2 separate regions of the Mus musculus genome follow, and region 2 is linked to region 1. Evidence: chromatin contacts called from public promoter capture Hi-C data. All regions are on one chromosome and are shown on one strand. The core of a region is the stretch at or near the end of the contact, and the rest is flanking DNA. Distances in the headings are between cores, read along the strand shown.

Region 1 (6,292 bases), core at 2,735-5,234:
GGATACAGAGGCAGGCGTGTCCCTGTGAGCTTGAGGCCAAATTGTTCTACATAGTGAGTTACAGGACAGCCAGAGCTACACAGTGAGATATTCTCCTCCCCCTCTCATGTGTGTGTGTGTGTGTGTGTATTTATATATATATATATATATGTATGTATATGTATATATATGACATCCAAGGGTAGAGGGGTTACCTAGCATGTATAAGGCCTTGGGTTTTGCACCAAAAACAAGAAAATGAATAAAAATAAATTAAATCTCGTATTCTTTTAGACTGAAAACATAGCAGGGCCAGCAATATGGCTCAGTTGATAAAGTTACCTCTAAGGTTGATGTTCTGAATTTAATCCCACACGAATGATAGAGAGAACAGACTCCCACATGTGCACTATGACACATACTTACCCATACACATATGTAATAAGTAAAGTAATAAAAAAAACCCACAGGACTGAAGAGATTGTTCAATGGTTAAGAACACTTAATGCTCTTGCAGAGGACCTGAGTTCAGTTCCCAGCCCCTGCATCAGGTAGCTCATATCCAACTGTAAGTAAAATCCCAGGGTGTCTGACACCCTCTAACCTCCATGAGCACCAGCACACAGTGCACATAAACTGATACAGCCTCATACACATAAATACAAAATAATGTGGTGCATATCTTTAATCCCGGCATTCAGGAGGCAGAGGCTAACTTGTAGTTAGCTATCAGTTGGAGCTCTGAGTTGAGGCCAACCTAGTCTCCTAAGCAAGTTCCAGGACAGCCAGAGCTACACAGAGAAACCCTGTCTCATAAAACAAAACAAAAAACAAACGCAGCAAAAACAGAACAGCAAAAAAGTTTGATTTCTCTTTTTTTTTTAAATGTATGTATGTATGTATGTATGTATGTATGTATGTATTTTATGTGTGTGAGCACTGATGCTGTCTGCAGACACACCAGAAGAGGGCATTAGACACCATTACAGATGGTTATGAGCCCCCATGTGGCTGCTGGAATTTGAACTCAGGACCTCTGGAAGAGCAGTCAGTGCTCTTAACCACTGAGCCATCTCTCCAGCCTATAATATCACACATTTCCAATAAGATACATATTATTAAATTGTGTGTGTGTGTGTGTGTGTGTGTGTGTGTGTGTGTGCTTATATGTGCTTGCGTGTGCTTGTGAGGTCAGGTACAGTTGGAAGTCAGAAGAGTCAGATCCTCTGGGGCTGCAATTACTGGAATTACAGAAGGTTGTAAGCCAATCAGCTGGGAACTGAACTCCTACAGGAACAGCAAGCATGCTGGAGAGAGAGAGCTCAGAGGTTAAGAGTAATGCCTGATCGTCCAGAGGTCTTAAGTTCAGTTCCCAGCAACCACATGGTGCTCTGATGCTCTTCTGCCGCGTAGGAATATATGCAGACAGGATATTGTGTACATAATAAGTATTTAAAAACAAAAAATGGGCTGAAAAGATGGCTCAATGGTTAAGAACACTGACCGCTCTTCCAAAAGTCCTGAGTTCAATTCCCAGCAACCACATGGTGGCTCACAAACATCTGCAATGTGATCTGACGCCCTCTTCTGGTGTATTTGAAGACAACTACAGTGTACTCATATATATTAAAATAAATAAATCTTTTTAAAAGATAAACAAAAACAATAGCAAACAAGCAAAGCCAGCAAGCACTCCTAACCATCCAGACTTCACAACTTCACTCTGGCCCCTAAAAAGATAAGACTTTGAAAATGAGGTGATCTGTGTCACAGGGAGGCTAGCACAGAGCAAAAGCTCCATGCACACAAATTACTAACTCGTAGTTAGCTATCATCCAGCTTAACCATTCTTGGTGAAGCTGGGGAAAGCAGTCAAAGGGGTCAAAGGAGGAAGAAGCCAGTGCCCTGTCATGCCATGAATGATGGCATGCTGGCTCTCGCAGGGAGTCACGAAGGTGTCAACCATTTCCTCATTTCTGGGGCAGAGATGGAGAGCCTGGATCCTAAACTGTCCCATTTACAAGGAACTCTGAAAACGGTGTGGGTTTTTTGTTTTGTTTTGTCGTTGGTGGTGGTGGTGATGGTGGTTTTCAAGACAGTCTCTCTGTGTAAGAACCTTGTCTGTTCTGGAACTTGGCTTTGTAAATCATGCTGTTGCTGAACTGTCAGAGAGATCCGCCCACCTCTGCCTTTTTTTTTTTGTTTTTGTTTTTTGTTTTTTGTTTGTTTGTTTGTTGTTTGGTTTTTCGAGACAGGGTTTCTCTGTATAGCCCTGGCTGTCATGGAACTCACTCTGTAGACCAGGCTGGCCTCAAACTCAGAAATCTGCCTGCCTCTGCCTCCCAAGTGCTGGGATTAAAGGCGTGTGCCACCACTGCCCGGCTTTCACCTCTGCCTCTTGAGTGCTGGGATTAAAAGTGTTTGCCACCACTCGTGGCTCGAAAGTTGTGGTTCTTGAGCACACCTTCCATTTTAGCAGAGAAATGCTGCTCTAGTGCAAAACAAGAAGCAAACATTCAGCATTCGTCTACTCATTTCATACAGATTGCCAAGTGAAATGACATCACAGTGTGACATCACCTCATGGCATCCCCAGACTTCAGGGAGTCAGAAATAGACATTGAGCAAACAACCAATCAAAATGACTTATGGAAGTGCCAGGGAGGGAGAGAGAGGGAGAAATCAAATCTGGATAAGGAAGGATGTTGAAGGAAAACTGGGTGGCCAAGGAACAGCAGTCCAAAGGCCCTGAGGTAGGATACTGCCAAGTGCCTTGGAGCTAAAATTCAGGAAACACTAAGAACACAGCCATTACCCACACTCTGTGCCATTATCACAGCACTCCAGAGGTAAAGGAAGGAGGATATCTGAGTTTGAGGTCAGCCTGCTCTACTGACCAGTTCCAGGATAACCAGGGCTGCACAGAGAAACCCTGCCTGGGAGAGGGGCAGGAGAAGCCATTAGAAAGCAGCAAGGCTAGGCCAGGACTGCCCCCCACCCCCACCCAGGAGCATAATTGCACATCATTTAATGAGGAAAGGAAAGTGAATCGCAGCTGTCCACCGTGGCTGCCTTCCTCTTTTCACCTGTGCCCTCTTTTCTTCCTAGGAGCAAGGGAGACCTCTGACCAAGCTGTTAAATCCCCATCAAACTGCCCGTGGGCTGGTAGGCTTATAGCCTGCTAGATGAGATGGCAATAAGGGAAAACAGTAGAGCATCTGGACGCTGGAATGGCTGCCCCCCTGATTCCCGTGAGCTAACCCTGAGTTCCAGAACATGCCAATCCCATGAGTTGGCCCAACCAAGAGTAAGCCAGTAATGCTCAATGCTTATAAATAACCTGCTGGGTGCCTGGGCCAGCTGTCAAGCTGGACACAGGGAGGCCTCTGGGGGGCAGCTGAAGCCCAGTGTCCTGGCATCCCTGCCTCCTGGTCATGGCTGTAACACTGGAAGCTCCAGTACTGGGAGAAGGAGCTCCTACAGACAGCTTCCAACCAAGGTATCCAGTTGCCGCCGCCCACGTTTAACAAGTCAGTGTCCCCTTTTTACTTTCCCATCCTTACATCCACGGGCTTTAAGGCTGACTCCCCCAAGGCCCCTGTGTCTACACCTTCCCTGCCCCATGTACCCTTGTTTCAAAAAAGTGCCCAAGAACTCACATGAGTAAGTACAACAGGATGGTGAGCTGCAGCACCCGGTAGAGCAGCCCCACCTTCTTGCTCTTGGCGACCACGAACTTTGCTGTCTTGTAGTCGAACAGAGACAACACGAACCCCTTCCAGGCCGCCTGGCCCATGCCTCCAGCTCACTTTGGCCACCGCCGCCGCCTCCCGCTGCCCGGCAGCCAACCGAGCACTCTGTGTGCGCTGCCGCAGTCCCGGGGCGCGCGGCTCCAAAGGGCATGAGCTGGAGAGCAGACGCGCAGACCCGGGCGCGAGCACAGCGCGGCCAGGAGGATCCTGCTGCCGCGGAGAGCCTGACTGCGGCGAGCGCCCAGCCTGGGATGAGGCCGCCTCCGCTGACACGGTGACACCACCGGGCTGTGCCTCCAGCCACTGGCTGTGTGCGGAGGCGAGGAAGAAGGGGAAGGTGCTTTCCAAGGCGTCTCGCCCGCCCCTACCTCCTCCCACGGGACTCGCTCGAAAGGAACCCCGTGGGGAAATAGAGGCAGAATCCGGAAGGGACCCACAGTGCAGGAAGTAAAGGAGGAGGGATAGACAGTAATGACTGTTTTCCCTGTTGTCCTGGCCTCGCTACTCATGCTGTCAGGCAGATGTATAGGTAGGTCCCTGGCTGCCTGTGTGTGCTGTAATCAAGGGGCTTTTCCACCGCTTCTATGGCTGCGGATTTAAACCCTACAAATTTCTAGGGTCAGGGATCAGAGGTCCTAGTCAGGTACTGCGGGGTAGGGAGAGCTAGGCTAGGGCACCAAGGCGTGGGATCCTAACATATGTCTAGAGTATGAATAGTTCCCAAAGAAAAGGAGCCCAATGCCATCGTCTGGGTCTGATCCAACATAGGAGGGAGAAGAGATACCTGGAGCTGCGCTTTGGAACTTGTTATGGGCTGCCGTAGGTTGTCTGTGGTGAGGAACTGTAGGATGAGAGAGGATGTAGGATCCCATTCCTGTGGTATGGGTCGGGTCGTCTATACGCAGTGAGAGGCTGTGTGGTGAGCAGTTACAGGGCTCTATATATGTATACTGATGGGCTATATGTGGTGAGGGGCTGTGTGGTGATCGGCTGTGTTTGTACTGAGGGGTTGGGTGTGGTGAGAGTCCATGTGCCAGGGACTGCGGGGTGAGGAGCCATGCACACTAACTTTCTGCATCACACCACCTCTGCTCCCGACCCTGGCCCTCTTGCCCAATAGGAAGTTCACTCTCTGAAACGACAGACTCCAGAAGTTGGAAGAAACGCTTAAGTCCTCCAGGTATAATCTTCTACAAAAAAATAGAAGTTTCAGGAAACAGGTCCCCAGTTTTGCAACACGAAGGAATGACTGTTTTGGTTTGTTTGGCTGTTTGTTTGGTTTGGTTTGTTTATTTTAAATAAAGGCAAATTCCTGGGCTTTGCCCTTGGATTTCCCATTCATTCTAGGAAAGGGCATAGAGTTCTGCATTCTGTTCCTAAAGTGTCATTTGGAAACAATGTGTTGTTATAACTTTTCAAACTCAACCTAACCAGTTCCTCAAAAAGGCTTATTTTCATACATCCTACCCCCACTCCAATCACCTCTGCCCAGCACTTTTTTTTTTTTAATATGGGGTTTCTCTGTGTAACCTTGGCTGTCCTGGAACTCGCTCTATAGAGCAGGCTGTCCTAGAACTCAGAAATCCGCCTGCTTTTACCTCCCAAGTGCTGGGATCAAAGGCGTGCTTCACTCTGCCAGGCTATCTGCAGAGCACTTTAAGTACCTGAGATGACTTCATTTAACTTGCATACTGTACCCCCAGACAAGACCAGAAGACCAAGAGGTTGGAAGCCTTGCTTTGGATAATCCTATGTCCTGGGCCCAGCAACATGCTTGCTACTTGCTAGTTCTGTGTATTTACCATTTAACTAAACAGGCTTGCTTTCTTTTAAGCATATTAGGACCTGCCATCAGGTCCCAGTCACAACCCTGGAAGCTGAAGGCGTCCTATTTTCTGCCAGCCTCCACCCCAGTCTTCCCCTCCTGTGGCTCTCTAATAGCTGAAGGGGAATGGAGCAATCTCACACCCTTGAAGATGCCCATCACCCGAAGTTCTGCTCCAGCATAAGGAGGTGAAGTGGGAAGGTGGATGTTTGCAGCTGGAGAGCTGGTAAGAACCTCCAGTTACGTCTAATCTCTGAGGAATACTCTGAGGAATACTTGCCCGTAAAGGATCTCATAGCCCCCACAGCACAGCTGCCTGAAACATCAAGATGGTGTCATAGAAACAGAGATATCACATCTGACGATCTTGCCCTGATAAAAGCTTCGTCTGGAGCAATGATAGTCACTGAAAATCGCCCTCGGAGAGAATAGTGCTTCTCTTCCTATTGCTGAGGAGCCAGCAAAGTACACAGCCCTTCTAGGGCAACCTCGGCGTCAAGTAGCGGCCTCGCTGTACCTGCACTCTTTGGTTAAAAAGACTGAAGATGGGCTGGAGAGATGGCTCAGTGGTTAAGAGCACTGACTGCTCTTCTGAAGGTCCTGAGTTCAAATCCCAGCAACCACATGGTGGCTCACAACCATCTGGATTGAGATCAGATGCCCTCTTCTGGTGTGTCTGAAGACAGCTACAGTGTACTTAATTATATAATAAAATAAAATCTTAAAAAAAAAAAGA
Region 2 (6,292 bases), core at 1,510-4,009, 1.2 Mb before region 1:
TCAGTGAGGTCTCCCTGGAGTGTGAGTGAGTTGGGACCAAGAGGGAGGGTAGAGTTAAGCTCACTTTATGTTTAACCCATGTCTGAGAAAACAGAAGAGGAAACGGGAGTGTGATGTTGGCCTCCACTACCTGTGTGGGACTGTGGATGCTTCTGGTGTACAATGCTTACACACGGCTTCTGGGACTGAGTCCAGGCCCCTTACACTTGGCAGCCTCCTTGCCCTGAGTGGCTTCCCTACTTTGGCTCCAGTGTGTTTTCATCTCTCTTTGACCTAATGCTTGTTCTCCATCCCCCCTTCCTTATCTTCCCAGGGAAGTGTGGATTCTGGCCTACAGAAGGCTCCTAATTCCAGCAGTTTGGGGGTGCCATCCACTACTCTGACCGTTTAGGCCTGCTGTCTCACTGGCCACCTGCCCAGCGCACCAGCTGTCTGTTCCACGTCCTGACCTGGCCATGACCTTGCCAGATCCTTCTCCAGACCTGAAAGCCCCAACCTGTGCTTCTGACCTCCTGATGTGACCGGCTATCTGAGTCAACTAGCATCTTGTTTTACATGCAGGAAAAGATCTGGGCAAGGGGGACTCTGAGTCCCAGGGGGCTCAGCGAGAAGCTAGGGAGCTCGTCTGCCCCAGGGACAGAGAGGGTTGTGTGGTGGGGAGCAGAGGTAACTGCAGAATGGTGGGTGGGTACTGTCTGTCTTGGGTCGCAGTGCAGTGCCTTCCTGGACTGCTTTTCCAGGAATATCCCAGTATCCTCTGGGTTGAATCTTACTGTATTTCCGACACATCTGCCAGCCCAGGCCTAGGGAGCTCTGTCACTTCTGCCAGGGCCCCCTCAAGAGGCTCAGGCTGGTGGACGCTCCCAGTCAGAGCTAGGTGTTCTAGAACCCGGCTGCATGCTCCCTTGACTGTAGTCTCAAGGTTTTTTCCTTTCTAATTCTACACAAGCTGCTGATTATCTATGTGGTTGGAGGAGCCCTGGTAGTGGGCATCCAGGAGTGTGGAGTCCAAGGTGAACACAAGGCCAGTGCAGGAGCCTCTGGGTGAGAAGGCTCATTAGGGGTTCAGGTCTCCACTTGTGTGAGAATTTGGAAAAGACATAGTTTAAGCCATGTCTTAGGTGAGAGAGGGGGGAGATGTAGTGGAGAGTGTCTTGGCAGTTTTTGGTCAGCCAAGTGTGTGGTGGTTGAATTTAGTGTTGGAATCAATACAGTGTTCTTCCACCTCTGAGGTCCTGTTACCCGTGAGGGGACCAGTACTGCCCAGGGACTGATTCTAGGCTCAGTCCCCTAGTCTTCATCCTTCCATCTCCAACTGCAGGTTTTTAGGCCATTGTCCCATCTTCAGGGCCCCTGGAAGCCCAGACCCCACGAGCCTGCGCTTTAAGCCACAGGCCATCTGTACTCCTTGTCATGGCTGCCTTCTCTGGGTGAGCCAGCCCATCCTGAAGACTGAGAAGCTGTCTTTGGCTCCTCAGTCTTCCAGGTTTGCAGGAAGGTTCTGCTGCTGGGTGTAGAATAGAGCATCCAACAGGCTAAACGCTGGCTCTACACAGCAGGCACTTGAAGATCCCACCTCATTAAGTACACATGGGTCTGTGGCACAGGGCTGCTTGGTTCTGGGCTCCTGTGTCATCGAGCAGATGACAAGAATTTCCAACCAAGTGCTTTGCCTGCAGAGGCTCCTATTCCCAAGCCAAAGTACAGAAGGGTGGAACAGCCTTTGGGGCTGGTATAGTAACTGTTTCTGCTGCCTTTGTCATCTGAGCACAGTTTTGGTCCTTCATCCCCCACGCACTTGCGTGCAGCCAGGGGAGGGGGAGCTCATCCCTCACTCCACTTAGGAAACCTGCTTACGTGAAATACTAGTCTGGTAAGATTTGTTCTAGTTAGAAGGTCAACAGAATATCTGTTTATCTTTTATTAAAAGCCAGCGTAGCGGCAGCCGGGGCTGGAAGAAGGCGGGTGGATTCTGGCAGTGTTCTGCTGGCAGGTTTCTGCTTGAACTTGAAAGGTCAAACCGTGTTTTCTTTGAAACTATTACAGGACTCTGGCTCCCTTCTCTGTGTTGGGCAGTTTTCCCCACTTGGTGATTGTGCTATGTTGTATTGTGGTCTGGGGCTCTTCAGGGGCTTTCAGGTTGTCCCACGCTGTCTGGAAACCTTATAAGCCTCGTCCCCACTGCTTTGGCTACTCTGCCTGCAGGCATTACCTCTGGGCTGGATGACTGTGTGCTGAGGAACTGAGAGGCCCTGGCTGTGGTCCTCACCCTTGGTTTGCTGCTGAGGTACTCTGGGCAGGATATGAGATGCCCCTGCCCTCTGCTCATGCCTCTCTCTATCTAATAGGTCATCCTGTGGCTTCCAGAGTAGGTACCGCCAGCCCAGCTCAAGTTCTCTGCTTAACGGGAGTAGAATAATGGCAGGGCCCAGTCTCCTCTCAGCCCTCTGGGCTGGAGGCTGTTCCTCCACACTCTGATCCAGTCTTTCCTTTCATGGCTGTACCAAGTCTTAGGGCTCCGAGCCTTGCTGAGGCCCCTTCATGTGACTGAGCCTCTGTAGCCGATACTTCTGCTTGGATGTGGGGGGACATTTCCACTGTTACTTCCACAAGGGGTTCTCCTGGTCACAACTCTGGAAACTATATTTTGCAGGTGTTAATAGGCATCCAGATGCCCCCAGCTCTGTTGATACACTAAAGCAGATGTGGGAGGGCTCCAGATAGAAGGCCTTAGCCAGAGTTTCTCTCTCTGTGATAATGAATGTCAAATGGTGTTTCTTGGAAAACCATCTGGACTTCAGTTTTGTGGGCCCTTTTTGATACTCAAGCCTCCTAGGCCCTGTTTGCATCTCAACAGACCATGTCATCCTCCAGATGAACAGAAAGAACTTGCCTGAGGCCACACAGCCGCCTTGAGCCCGTTCCTGCATACCAACTGTACTTACTGTTGGCACAGCAAGCAGTTGCATTTCCTGGAGCCTGGGTTTTGAGGAAGCCTGGTAGCTGGGGTCTCTGCACTGGCGGGCAGGTGCTGAGGTCCGAGGTATTGATAGGGCCTCTGCCTCTGCTCTTTTCCAGCATGACAAGCTTCGATCAGTGAGGACCCGGGGGCTTGGGAAATGGAGGAGGAGGGATTGCAGTCAAGTGCTTCTTTGGGTTTTCAGTGACTGGGACAAAGTCATCTGGACAAAATGCATTAGCTACCCTTGACTTCTTTGTTCGAAATCAGGACAGAAGATGATAAAATGAACTAATTCTCTGATATATCTTTTCTTCCTCCCTCTCTCCATCCCTCCCTTCCTCATTTTTTGGTGGTGCTGGGAACGTCCCCAAGGCCTTGCTCATGCTGAGTGAGGGCTCTGCCGCTGAGTCTAGGCCCAGGCCTCTCCAGGTTTTAAAATGGAGATGGGTAATAAAAGCCCAGCTCAGGTGACCAGGCAGGGCACAGCCAGTGTCATTTTCTTTTCTTTGACCCTTTATGGTGCCAACTCAAACATCACCTTTTGTCCTTTGTTTCTTGGTCTGCAAAGACAGCTGTGTTGTGTGTACGTGTGTTGGGTCCTGGGGTTCCGATAGAACATATGGCTTCTGGGCCAGCAGCAACCAGGTTAGTTAGCCATACTCTGGAACCCCATGTTCCCTCCCCAGCTTCTAGTTACCCCTCAATCAAAGACAAAGACAGGTTGGCACAATGAACAAGGCTGATCCTGCCGCCCACTCGGTGGAGGGCTTCTGAGGCATCCTACGAAACTCTGGTGTCTGTTTTGCCACCAGCCGCTTGCCCACACCAATCCCGTGTCTCTTTGCAGCCAGGCTATGTGCTTCTTTGGATGCCCAGAGCCAAGGGCCGTCTGCAGTGAGTAGTAGCTGGGGCAGTGGCTTTGACCTGGGCCTTAACACCCCCAGCGGATAGTGCGCTTGGCTGCAAGACTGGAATCAGTTGCCATTGTCTTTGGTTCTGTGACATTTCCACTTGAAAGGGTGAAATTCCCCTTCCCACTCCTTAGCGTCTATGCCAACTTGTGATGTCCCCGCCTGATCTCCAGCTCCCAGGGTGCCGGGGTTGCCATGTGAAGAGATGCCCATGTGGTAGAACCTAAGAGGTGTAGTTTGAAAGTGACCCCTGTGACGATGACTTTTCTTTGCTTCCTCTCAGTGAGGGGGGTGATTTGTAGATCCTGACTGCCTATGTGATGTAAATAGTGTACATCTAATTTATTGCTATGGTAGCACATTGTATTTGTTAATGTATAAAACAAATTCTAAAAGGTTGAAAATGTATATTTTGTTGCTTAAATGTGTCTTTGCAGAAATTGACAATAAATAACATATTTTGTGTCCATTAGAGTTCACATTTCTTGGAGTGGGGCTCTACTAGACTTTCGGCAGGGCCTTTCACTGGAGGGTGGCTATCAGCTTGAACCTGTTTGAAAACTTTATTAATATTAAAAACAAACAAAGCAAACAAACCTGGCACTGGGGCAGTGGTTTGTTGGATAAGATTGCGTGCTCCCTCCGCAAGCATTTGGATCTGAATTTGAATCTCCAGCCCACAAAAAGCCATGCCTGACTGCACATCCTGTGACCCTAGAGTGGGGGACAGGGGAGGTGAAAGCAGGCAGATACTGAGAACTTGTTTGTCAGCCAAGGGAAGATGGCAAGCTTCCCGCTCAGTGAGAGACCCTGTCTCGAGACAGTAAGGTCCAGAGTGAGGGAGGAAGACTAGTGATGTCCCTGGCACTCACATGGGTATACTACATACATATGCAACAACACTACATACATATGCAACACATGTGTGTACAGGATATGTGCACTCACATGGGTACACTACATACATATGCAACAACACTACATACATATGCAACACATGTGTGCACAGGATATGTGCACTCACATGGGTACACTACATACATATGCAACAACACTACATACATATGCAACACATGTGTGCACGCGCACGCAAACTAACCGTAACAACAACAAAAAAGGGAGTTTCTTTCTTTCTTTTCTTTCTTTTTTTTTTTTTTTAAGTCAGACTAAATCTACTCAGGCATGGATTGATGAAAGCGGGCTCGAACTCCCTATGGTGAGACCCGAGTTTACCATATTCTCCAGCACTCCTTACTGCTCACTCCGCCCATCGCCCATCGCCCATCGCTTACCCACTCTATTTGCCTCTGTGGTACTGAGGAGACGAGTCTCCTGTTGTCTCCTGCCCACCAGTCTCTCTCCTTTGCCCAAGCTCCTTTGCAGATTTTCTGTTCGAGGGGTCGCCTATGACTAATGCCTTTCTTATCTTCCTCTGACTCACAGTGGCTACGCTCATTCATGTGCTTTGCTTGACCTGCTGGGTGTAGATTTGAAGGCAAGAGGCAGGTTTTAAGCCTCTGTCGGAGACTTGCTTTGTGATCTTGGGCAAATTACTCAACATTGCCGGGCTCTGAATTTTCCTCTATGTGCTATCAGAAATAGACGCCCCATGGAAAGCATAAGGATAAAAATGAACTCCTAATTGATCAAACGCGCTTTGAAAAACGTTATGTATAGTAGCAGAGATTCAGTTAATAATGATAATCTCAACAGTAGCAATTGATGCTTACATAGGTAGCCAGTTAGCTGTAATGACTTATCAGCCCCTAAAAACACACCGTGGGAAACCACAACTGTGGCAAAGATGGGCTAAGTGTGGGACACTCAAATACATTATTGGTGACCGATAGAAATAAAGACATATAAGCTTAATAAAACTGGTAACAATTCATATATGCTAAATGATTAAGAAAGAAACACAACATTTATCAGCTGGAAACGGGCCTGAAGTTTGGCTGTGGGGACGAGCATGGGGAGGGCTGTCACTCAGGAGCTATGAGGAGGTAGAGGAGCCATAGCCTGCAGCTGGGTGAATGGATGAATGGACGAATGGATGGGGTCCAGAGCACACAGGCTACATGGAGGCAGCAGGCAGAGGTTTGAGGTATGTTGTATTCTCTCTCTCTCTCTCTCTCTCTCTCTCTCTCTCTCTCTCTCTGTGTTTGTGGATTCTATGCATCTTGATATAGTTCAGTGAAGTCACCTACTTCAACCTAATATTTTTTTATTGGATACATTCCAAATGTTATCCCCTTTCCTGGTCCCCCCCCATGCCCCCTATCCCCTCTCCCTCCCCCTGCTTCTATGAGGGTGTTCCCCCACCCACCCACCCACCCACTCCTGCCTCTCCACCCTGGCATTCCACTGGGGCATTGAGTCTTCACAGGACCAAGGGCCTCTCCTCTCATTCATGCCTGAC

Evidence for each region. Promoter capture Hi-C pulls out the DNA fragments that hold promoters and counts their contacts.
Region 2: a contact with region 1 is called in a promoter capture Hi-C map of cranial neural crest, with 11 times the contacts expected there. The contact joins the enhancer-like site here to the promoter of P2rx5 in region 1. A contact is called at or near these places in 14 of 39 promoter capture datasets (3T3-L1-derived adipocytes, the C10 cell line, the HPC-7 cell line and 10 more), 4 of 15 datasets of contacts at CTCF or cohesin (the NIH/3T3 cell line, large pre-B cells, pro-B cells and 1 more), 25 of 484 Hi-C or Micro-C datasets (the Ba/F3 cell line, ECoMG-derived neutrophils, the G1E-ER4 cell line and 18 more), 9 of 115 datasets of contacts at active chromatin or transcription factors (embryonic fibroblasts, embryonic stem cells, pancreatic cancer cells and 1 more) and 1 of 9 other capture datasets (embryonic stem cells).

What each region holds. Positions count from the first base shown.
Region 1 is chr11:73,158,080-73,164,371 of GRCm38.p6, reverse strand. P2rx5 (purinergic receptor P2X, ligand-gated ion channel, 5) reads right to left here and starts at 3,984. Exons shown (of 13, transcript NM_033321.4): 1 at 3,639-3,984. The coding sequence starts at 3,775. Gm35001 (a long non-coding RNA gene) reads left to right here and starts at 4,162. Exons shown (of 3, transcript XR_388840.2): 1 at 4,162-4,260; 2 at 4,852-4,911; 3 at 5,566-6,174.
Region 2 is chr11:74,381,533-74,387,824 of GRCm38.p6, reverse strand. Rap1gap2 (RAP1 GTPase activating protein 2) reads left to right here. Exons shown (of 25, transcript NM_001015046.3): 25 at 314-4,469. Among named protein-coding and RNA genes, the nearest start is that of Olfr412, 20 kb to the right of the region's middle. Within about 2 kb of position 2,759, at least 16 of the 459 cell types and tissues checked have an H3K27ac peak or open chromatin away from gene starts, as enhancers often do. A contact at or near this core is called in muscle stem cells, where this site is marked.